Regions from separate parts of the Mus musculus genome. Here region 2 is linked to region 1. A link is a contact called in public Hi-C data. All regions are on one chromosome and are shown on one strand. Each heading gives the region's core, a stretch centred on a gene start, on an enhancer-like site or on the middle of the called end of the contact. The rest is flanking DNA. Distances are from core to core; before and after follow the strand shown.

Region 1 (4,753 bases), core at 1,935-4,434:
ACTGATGTGGATTCTGGTGACATCTGCATTTTAGTAGAAAATGTGAAGGTTTACCGTGCTTGAGTTCCAAACACACATCGCCAGGATCAAGAAATCAAGCTTTGTGACAGGAAAGATGTTTGCTAGCACGGAGGGAGCAAGGAGAGGCACCTGTTTCCTGTTCAGCTTCCCAGATGTTACAGCTCACCACGGATGCCTTCTCCCAATGGACCACACATGTGAAGGGCCGATCTACCTTCCTGCATGGTTCAAGAGTCTCCTGGTGTGCTTTGATATGAGGCCTAATCTTCCTGGAGTTTCTGACTTCAGCTTATCTCAGCAACTGCAGCGTCCTAGGGAAGCTTTTCTTCAGAACACAGTGTGGCTCCGTGCTTTCCTTCTGATCGAACAGTGCCACCTGCTATGCTGCATTGAGGCAGTGGGTGCACCAAGTGGGCTCACTGCTTTGTATGTATGTGTGTTCATGTGCTTGCGCGTGTGTGCATGTGCGCGCATCTGTATGTGCATGTGCGAGCATGTGTGGCTTTGTGTACTGTGAGTGTGTATATGCGCGTGTGCATGTGGCTTTTGTGCACTGTGCACTCAGTTGCTGATTTCTGTACTCAGAACTCCAGTTGCAGCCCGGACTTTGGCACTGATACTAATATGAAGCATTTCCTGACTCAATGTTTGGTAAAACCTTGTCCTCCACCCTCTTCTGCCTGTGCAGTAAAGAGCTGAACAGCTTATAGCTGGCAGGAGAGGGAAAGGGTCTCAGGTGAGATGGGGGCAGGGGGACTAGCCATTGGAATATTGAAAGAGGCCAGGGCAAGGCCAAGATAGCAGGTGACAAGCTCGTGGCTGGGAACTAGGCCAGGGCAGCATAGTCAGGGTAGAATAGCCCAGTGTCTGCCCATCTACAGTGCAAGAAGCTTTTATAAATATAAAGGTCAGGAACAAAGGAAAGCATATAAAGGCCCCTTCTTTAACGTGTGTGTGTGTGTGTTCATGTATGTGTTTGCTAAGCTAAGCAGGCTAGCTGACCAGAGCTCTAGGGTTCAGCTGTCTGCCTCCCAGCACTGAGATTAAAATCTCACACCAACATGCCCCCACCCCCCACCCCGTCTCTCTGTCTTTCACTGGGTTCTAAAAATTGAAATTTGGTTTTAACTTTTGTGAGCAAGCACTTTACCCACTGAGCGGTCTCTCTAGCCCCCATTTTTTCTCCGTCCCTTGCACTGATGGGTCAGTCTACTGGTGCTTGCCCAGTGACAGCTCAAACACTTGTGTGTAGGGACATCACAGGCCGAGAGCATCTCCTGACTGTAGTTGGCAGAGGCAGGGTTCAGGAATGTTGGAATGCCATTTGACCTCAACAACTGGAAAGGATTAATTTTTCTCTTTGTTTTGGAGGTGAAATCTGGACGTGGAGACACTCAGCGAGTGGCTTTCCCATAGTCACCCAGCCCTGAGCTACACCAGGGGGGAGGGGGGCTGCATTCATTTTGCTTGGAGCTTCAGCTGCAGAATTACAGTTACACAGCCAATCATCGGGGGAAGCAGGAGGACCCATTTGTCTCTGCTCATGTCTCTGGACAACAAGGAACCTAGGCGAATATTTTATACATCAAAGCAGACCTGGCCTCCAGGTTCTCCCAGCATCCCTCAGTCCCTACACCTGGCCCGCAACCCTGAACTTTCCAGGCCAGGGCCTGGCAGAGGCTATTCCCTATATTATCCAGACATTTTGGTCTCTCTCCTCTCTCTTCTTTTCCTTATCTCCTCCCTCCCGTCTCTCTCCATCCCTCTGTCCTTTGTCTCCTTCTCTTCCCCTGCAACACCGCCCCCCCCCAAGGCCGCTCCCCTGACCTCAATTCTTGGGGCCACTGAGGCCATTGAATTTATCCAAGAACAGCTTCTCAAGAAACCTGCATTTAATATATTTGAACTGGCTTGAATTGGCTCATTTCTCAGGTGGAAGTAACCTATTAGATGATGCGAACCCCGGAGGACTTGAGTTCCCAGCCTGATGGCTTGCTCTTTCCTGGCCACATGGGGGCCACCTCTGTCCTTTTATGGTTTACCACTCTATCTATTGTTTCTTCTGCCTCCGTTTACCCATCCCCAATAGCCTATTAGGGCCTAGGACCCTCCGGGCTCTCTCGGCTGAGCGAAGGCAGAGTTAGACCTACCTGAACAAAGGCCTTTGTTTTAGGGGAGCCTCTGATGCAGAGATATCTTATCTGAGGTACACACACACACACACCTACTACCAAGACCATGGGCCTAAGAGTTACCAAGAGAAAGCTGTCCCCCTAAGCTCCGTAACTTTATCTTCTGCCCCTAACATCTAGATGTTCTCTCAGAACCTGCACTCAGGAAAGGTCCAAAAGGTCCAAGGTACAGTTCGGCATGGTGCTCAGGCCTACCCAACACATGCGTCTGCTGGGCCTTCACTTTACAGCTGCAAATGATCCCTCAGAGCCTGGACAGCAATGGAACAGCCAACTCTCCCAGTTTTCTTAGGTTCCTCCAAAACAAAACTTCGTCCCAGTGTCAGCAGAAAGCAGTCAGGGGCAACTAAGGCATTGTTTATTCATCACCATCTGACAGGTTATTTCTCTGCCAGTAAAGTGAGCCAATTCAAGCCAGGTTAGATTATATTAAAGATAGGCTTATTAGGAATCTGCTCTTGGGTAAGTTCACTGAACCCAAAGAGTGAGGCCAGGGGAGTCACTGTCAGAGGTGGGGAAGGGTGGGTGGGGGGAGAGAAAGGACAGGCATGCAGAGCAAAGAAGAGAATGAGAGGAGAGAGACCAAAAAGTCTGCATTATATAGGGAGGAGCCTCTGTGGGAAGGGCAGCCCAGGCCCTGGGCTGGAAAGTTCAGGGTTGGGGGTAAGATATACCAGATAGGGACTGAAGGATGCTGGGAGAATCTGGAGGTCAGGTCTACTTGAATGTGTAAAATATGTACCAGGTCTGAAAGAAAACAATTGTGACCCAGGCTTGTCTAAAAGCAGGGGACAGAAGGCAGGTCATGAGTTGGAAATGACCAATCAGCCCTCTTTCACATAGATAGGACTCAATAATGGAGGTTGGAGTGGTCCCTGAAATTTTGTTAGCAAAGCAAACAGGAAGCAAGCTCACCCCCCCCCACCTTCTGTCTGAGGAGGGTTGGCATCTGCTGACTTCTTGTCAATATTTACTTTCCTGGTCACATGAGCAGACGGAGGATGAGTCATGGTTAACTGACTGCTAAATTAAGAAAATGTAACCAGTGTGATTTCTTTAAAGCACGTTCCCCAAAGCCAGAACCTTCCCGCCACAGCTGCAGCCCCGCCATGCCCTCAACAGCAAAGGTACTCCTCAACACTGCTAAACTGGCGAGCTGTGGGTAAGCAAGTTAAGGATTGGCCTTCTCTTAAGCGCTGTAGCGTCTGAGGATATTCATCTTTGCCTACTAGTGCTGAGCTTCTCCACGGTGACTCCACTCACACTGACTCTTCCCTGTTCCCCAAACTGAATGAAATGGGGTACATCACATTGGGCGCTGCCATTTCTATCAAGCCACAAGGTACTCCTCGACCACTAGCAGTCTCAGAACTGTGGTCCCGTCAGGAACCTACTGAGATACTTGGTGACTTCCTCATGTTACAGACAAGAGACACAGGGGACCAGCAAGGCCAAAGCAGGTTCATAGCCTCGCTTCCAGCCCAGATCTCTGCTAGGAAACCTTTCTCCTGAAGAACAGTGCCACACAGGAAGCCCAGGCTGCAAAGCATGGCATGATGACAGTTCCATCAACAGCTAAGCAAGGATCACCACACAACCCAGCAAGCTCTCATCCCTCAAGGACCAGGCAATGGTTCACCATGCGGCCAGAGAGGGCTCAGTAGGTACAGGAAGACCTCAGTTCAACCTCATTAAGACCCAGGTTTTAAAAAAGCCAATCCACCAACAAACACCTTTAATCCTAGCACTCTGCCAGGGAGGCAGAGGCAGGAGGATGTCTGAATAAGAGACCAGCCTGGTCTACAGAGTGAGTTCCAGGACAGCCAGGGCTACACAGAGAAACCCTGTCTTGGAAAAACACACAAACAAAAACAAGATAGATGACCTGCAAGGAAGGCAGCTGAAGTTGCTTTCTGACTTCCACAGGTGCAGGCCTGCACACAACAGAGGAGGGGACGGGGTGGGGGCTGGGGTGTGGGGTTAACCTGAGACAGCATCTTCCACAAGTGTGACCTTTTCGGTGCGCTTCAGTTCACACAAGCAGGCAAACCTCAGGTTCACTCTTAGCAGCCAGGCCATTTCCCAGGGGAAGGGCCACATCAGCTGAAGAAGGGCCAGGCCTTTCCCTGCAGTTCAGCTTCATCAGGTCTGTACTACCCATACCCAGTCCACTCCCTTTTCAGATTTGCTGACTGTACTCAGACTTCAGTTTCTCATCTTTCCCAGATGAAGTGATGAGGTCAGACACTTGGGTCTCTTCACACAGACACTAGGTCACCTGCTTCTTGCTTTATTTTTATGGAATGTCACACTCTTTGGATACCATTGGTGATTTTTTTTCTCCAGATGAATGGCATTGTGGGTCCTTCCATCCTGGAATTTTGGCACAGGCTAGTGCATGGGCAGGAGTAGGCCTTAGTAACATGGGGCAGTATAAGGGGAAACCCTCTTGTGTCTAGTCACTATTAGGGCCCAAGGATCACCAAAGGAAGACCCCAGACTCAAATAGTATGCAAAGACAAAGATGTTTTATTCTGCAG
Region 2 (4,735 bases), core at 2,064-4,563, 470 kb after region 1:
CGAACACTGATATTTTCTACCTACATCTCTATTCTTTCTTTCTTTCTTTCTTTCTTTCTTTCTTTCTTTCTTTCTTTCTTTCTTTTTTTTTTTTTTTTTTTGGTTTTTCTATTCAATCTCTCTGTCTACAGGGAAGATAAGAGGTAGCTTGAAATAGGAAAGGATGGTCTGAGGTTGTGACTTTGTGCTCTATCTGGTGATTTATATAAGCCTAGGATCTATAATGTCCTTCAGATGGCTGAGTCTCTGTGCCCTCCACTGTAAGAATGGCTTGAGGATGCCCCTCTCACAGATGTGTGTGCTCAGTTATTATTTTATTTATTTATATTTAAGTCTGTGTATGTGCACGCATACTGAGTACATTTATATACACCAAGTACATGCAGGATCCCTCAGAGGCCAAAAAGGGTGTCCGGTCCCCTGATGTTAAAGGTGATGTGAGCCTCCTTATGGGCGCAAGGAATTGAACCCAGGTCCTCTACAAGAACAGTAAGTACTCTTAGCCACTTGGCCATCCCTTCAGCCTCCATTTATTGTATAAGTGAATAACTTAATAGACTCAGTAGACTAGAATATAATTATTATAAGACTAATGATGATTACTTTTAACATATTGGTCATGGGACAGTAGCACTAATACCCAAGAATTTGATTTGATACCTTTCAAAACTGTTTTTAAGGAAAGAGAGACCTTGCAGCCTTAACCTGGCAGTAATCAAAAACAACAGGGAGATGACGTTTAGCCCTGGGTGGGGTCCTCAGTACCACCCACTTCCAACAGAAAAATGATGAAATGTTTTCTTAAAAAGGAACAAATACATAGTCATGAGAAGAGTTCCCAGTGCATCCCCTTATGGGAAAGCCATAAATTCCTGCTGCTTCTTCTCTCTTGGGCATAGCAAATATGTCTGTGGTGGCCCTGGGCCACCTTAATTCCTTATAAGGAAGAAAGATGAAGTGGAAGTCCTGAGACTTCTGGCTGTTCTTTCCATAGTTAAATACTTGTAGTTTATTTTTTTCCCATTAATTTATTTATTCACTTTACATCCCCATCGAAGTCCCTCTCTCCCAACCTCTCCCTCACACAGTCCCAATGCCCCCATCTTCCCTTAGCCTCTGAGAAGGAGGAGGCCTCCTCTGGAAACCAACCCACATCTGCACCTCAAGTCACTGTGGGACTAGGCACATCCTCTCCCACTGAGGCCAGACAATGAGGCCCAGTTAGGGGAACAGGATCCACAGGCGGGCAGGCAGAGTCAGGGCAGCCCCTGCTCCAGGTGCAGCAAATATATATATATAACTCAGAATATGTACGTCCTCAAGTCCACCACTTTTGGTGAAGACTACTAATGTGATTCAGAAAAGCTAAAAATATCGAGCCAAGGCAAGGCAGGCAAATGCAAACCTTCTTGACGTCAGTTCCTCCCAGTTGAGGATGGGTGGGTTGTGAGAGAGAGAGTGGAGGGATTGATGGTAGAGAACATTGTGCTACACAATGAATAAGCACGGACTGCGACTGCAGCTACAGAACTGAGAGCAGAAACAGACAGAAGGCTGTAGGATGCCCCCAGAGTGACAAGGGTGGGGTGGGGAAAGCTGGAGGACGCCCCTCAGAGTCACTAGGGACAAGGCTGGAGGATGCCCCCCAGAGTCACGGGGGGAGTAACCGTGATTAAGGAGATATGTCAGCAGTAGAGACATACAGGTAGGTGGGCAGAGCATTGAAAAGAATCTGGAAACAAACTCGCATGTGTGGCAATTTAGATTCCTGAAGCGATCAGTGAGCCAAGGATGTGTTTAACATCTTTAGTATTTCTTGATGATGATTGTGCTTCATGTGTCTCGTTAAATCAAACCTTGCAAGGTTTGTGATAATTACACTGTTCCTCTAATACCTTTCCCTCCCTCCCTCCCTCCCTCCCTCCCTCCCTCCCTCCCTCCCTCCCTCCCTCCCTCCCTCTCTCCCTCCCTCCTTTTCTCCCTCCCTCCATCCCCCCCCTCCCCAGCATCTCTCCTCTGTGTTCTCTCTGGCATAGTTTCATGTAACTTAGGCTGGCTTTTAACTCACTGTTGCTGTGGATGGCACACACACCTCTTGTACCTCCCGCACACACGTCTCCCTCCCCATTCTGCTGTTACAGTTCCTAACCACCGTACTCTTGGCCTCACACTAGGCGGCCGCTCTGCTTCCTGGGCTGCGTCCCCATGCCTCTAAGTTATCTCCTAAATATTCTTTGGCTTTCCATTATACTTGAGTCTTCAATCAATGGAGACAGAAATGCAGATTATTATTTATGTGTTTTCTACAGGGGAAATCTCTTGTCTCGGTCTGATACTCATGGACTAATCCATCATTAATCATATTTGCATGTATTTCTGCATGTTCCTGGGATGTCAGTTCTGGCTTATATAAATTTCAAAAAGATGCCCAATCTCATTAGTCGCAGAAATGCACACTAATCCATTTCAGATTCATCAAGTTGGCCAAATCAAAGCTTCTAATAACGTTAGGTGTTTACACAGGCCCAGCATTACTGCTGGAGCGAGACTCACAGAGCCACTTCAGAGAAATTCAACACACTATCGGGAATTCAGACTCTGAGAACTGTCAGTTCAGATCCTAAGCACATTCCTCAGAAAGGCCTTCCTCACACGTACACCACGTACACCACGAGGCATAGTCTATATATGCTGATTCTGCAGCAGCACTCACGGCCTGCGAGCTAAAACTCTGGAGTAGAGCCAAACACCTGGCCAGACAGTGTGGCTTCACACTGCAGCTGCACTAGCCTCAGTTCATGTGCTAACGTGGAGAAAACTGAAGTTAGGCCAGGAGTGAAAAGAAGCCGTTGCCAGATGAACAATATAAATTACAGACAGAAATGTTAAAGGATATATAAAATAGTGATAAATGTTTTTTTAAAAGGCAAGGAATGAGTAAGCATTCAGTATGATGCTCATTTCTGCGGAGGGCTGAATGTACAAGGGGTTGATGCTACATTAAAAGGATTGTCAAAATTGTATCTAAAAATTGATGTCTATATATACTAGATAATTCATAATGATATTTTATAGGAAATAATCACCATATTATGTTGGTACAGTAGCCTCAGAAGCCAATGAGGATGGCTATGGAGGCTCTGTTGAGGCCTTTAATAGGAAACCTATTTCCTTCTGTCAGAAACGTAGGATTCACCTCTCGCCCTGGTTAGACACAGACCGCTCTGATCTACCTGGGAATAGTTATAGAGATGAGCCTGTCTATCGCCTTCTAGAGACTGCCACCCAGGAGGTCTGAGTCAGCTAAACCTCCTGAGAGCCCTCCTGAGGGCAGTCACTCAGGGAGCCACATCCTCTGCTAAGACTGCTTGATTTTCTGGGCTACTCAGAAAAACAATATTTTTTTTTTCATTTTCTTCCTTTTATCTCTTTTCCCCAGATGTCAGCATGCTCCCACTGATAGGCTGGCCTTCCTTACTCTTAGTAATGGCTCCATCCCTATGCCCTGTCCTTATCTCCCCTCCTTTTTCTCCCCCCTCCCCCCCCCCCGCAGTTGCTGAATTTACAGGTTGCCTACCCTTAAAATTAAAAAACAAAAAAACAAAAAAAACCCTCCTCAAGTCTGCTTTTAAAATTGTGCTTTAAAGATAATTTTAAATTCTTTATTGATGAGACCAAAAACCCAAAGGGAAAACCCCAATTTCTCCGATAATATATGGCATCTAATGCGGAGATTCCCTAAAGTTTCCTGTAATAATACAACAAGAATTATAGGAATTAATACTTTTTGTGCTGTATATATGTGTTCTTGTGTGTGTTTTCCTGTGTCTATGAGGGTATATGCATGTGTAGTTGTGTGCATGTGTGCAGGGCAGGGATAGGAATGGGGGGGAGGTGTGTCTGGGAGTTCAGAGTCAGCACAGGGTGTTTTCTTCTTCAAATGCTATGTACCTCTCTTTAAAAAATTTTTTTTATTGCACTTTATATACTTATTTTGAGAGTGTGTGTGTGTGTGTGTGTGTGTGCGCGCGCGTGCGCGCGCACATGCGCTCAGGCACTCGTTTGAAGGTCAGGGGATACCTTAAGGGAGTCAGGCCACTCCTCCCAGCACGTGATCCCCGGGATCAAATCCTAAGGATCAAACTTGGCAGCAGGTACCTTTACCCACAGAGCCATCTTGCAGCTCAACACCAGGCAATTTTATTTACCATTTTACAGGTTCCTTCTGGAAACTAGATGCCACAGAAGCGTGAAAAACCCTTGGCAACCTTCCAGAACAAAAGCAGCGTCCAGAGCGCTTTAGCGCAGGCTCGGTGGCTCCTGATAAGCCCTCTGCCGCTGCAGATGGCCAGGGCCATCTTCCTGCTCAACATCCCCTCTTTCTTTTAATTCTTAGGGGTTTGTTTGTTTGTTTGTTTGTTTAAGTATGAATCTGAAGCTTACTGATGAGCTAGACTTAGTGGACAGTGAGCCCCACCCAGGAGGTTGCTAGAAATACAACGCTTGCTGCCAAGGCCAGCTTTAGAGTTGGGGATCTTAACTCAGATGCTTAGGTATTCACTGCAAGCAAGAATTGTTTTTAAAAGGCATCATGGAAAAGGGCTAATGTAAGTATAGTTGCCAGGAAAGCAAAGCAGGGTTTCTAATGGCTCCAGCAAGTGGAGGATTGGGGCAAGGGAGCCGAAAGAATATAGTGAGGGCCAGGACACTGAGAGACAAACCAGTCAAACTTTCA

What was found. Hi-C and Micro-C count contacts between places; a contact is called where the count stands out from the background.
Region 2: a contact with region 1 is called in a Hi-C map of the G1E-ER4 cell line, with 2.4 times the contacts expected there. The contact joins two enhancer-like sites. A contact is called at or near these places in 1 of 484 Hi-C or Micro-C datasets (the G1E-ER4 cell line) and 1 of 115 datasets of contacts at active chromatin or transcription factors (regulatory T cells).

What each region holds. Positions count from the first base shown.
Region 1 is chr3:9,662,872-9,667,624 of GRCm38.p6, forward strand. Gm33169 (a long non-coding RNA gene) reads right to left here and starts at 247. Exons shown (of 6, transcript XR_878676.2): 1 at 55-247. Within about 2 kb of position 3,185, at least 52 of the 459 cell types and tissues checked have an H3K27ac peak or open chromatin away from gene starts, as enhancers often do. A contact at or near this core is called in the G1E-ER4 cell line, where this site is marked.
Region 2 is chr3:10,137,683-10,142,417 of GRCm38.p6, forward strand. No RefSeq gene overlaps it. Among named protein-coding and RNA genes, the nearest start is that of Pmp2, 44 kb to the right of the region's middle. Within about 2 kb of position 3,314, at least 61 of the 459 cell types and tissues checked have an H3K27ac peak or open chromatin away from gene starts, as enhancers often do. A contact at or near this core is called in the G1E-ER4 cell line, where this site is marked.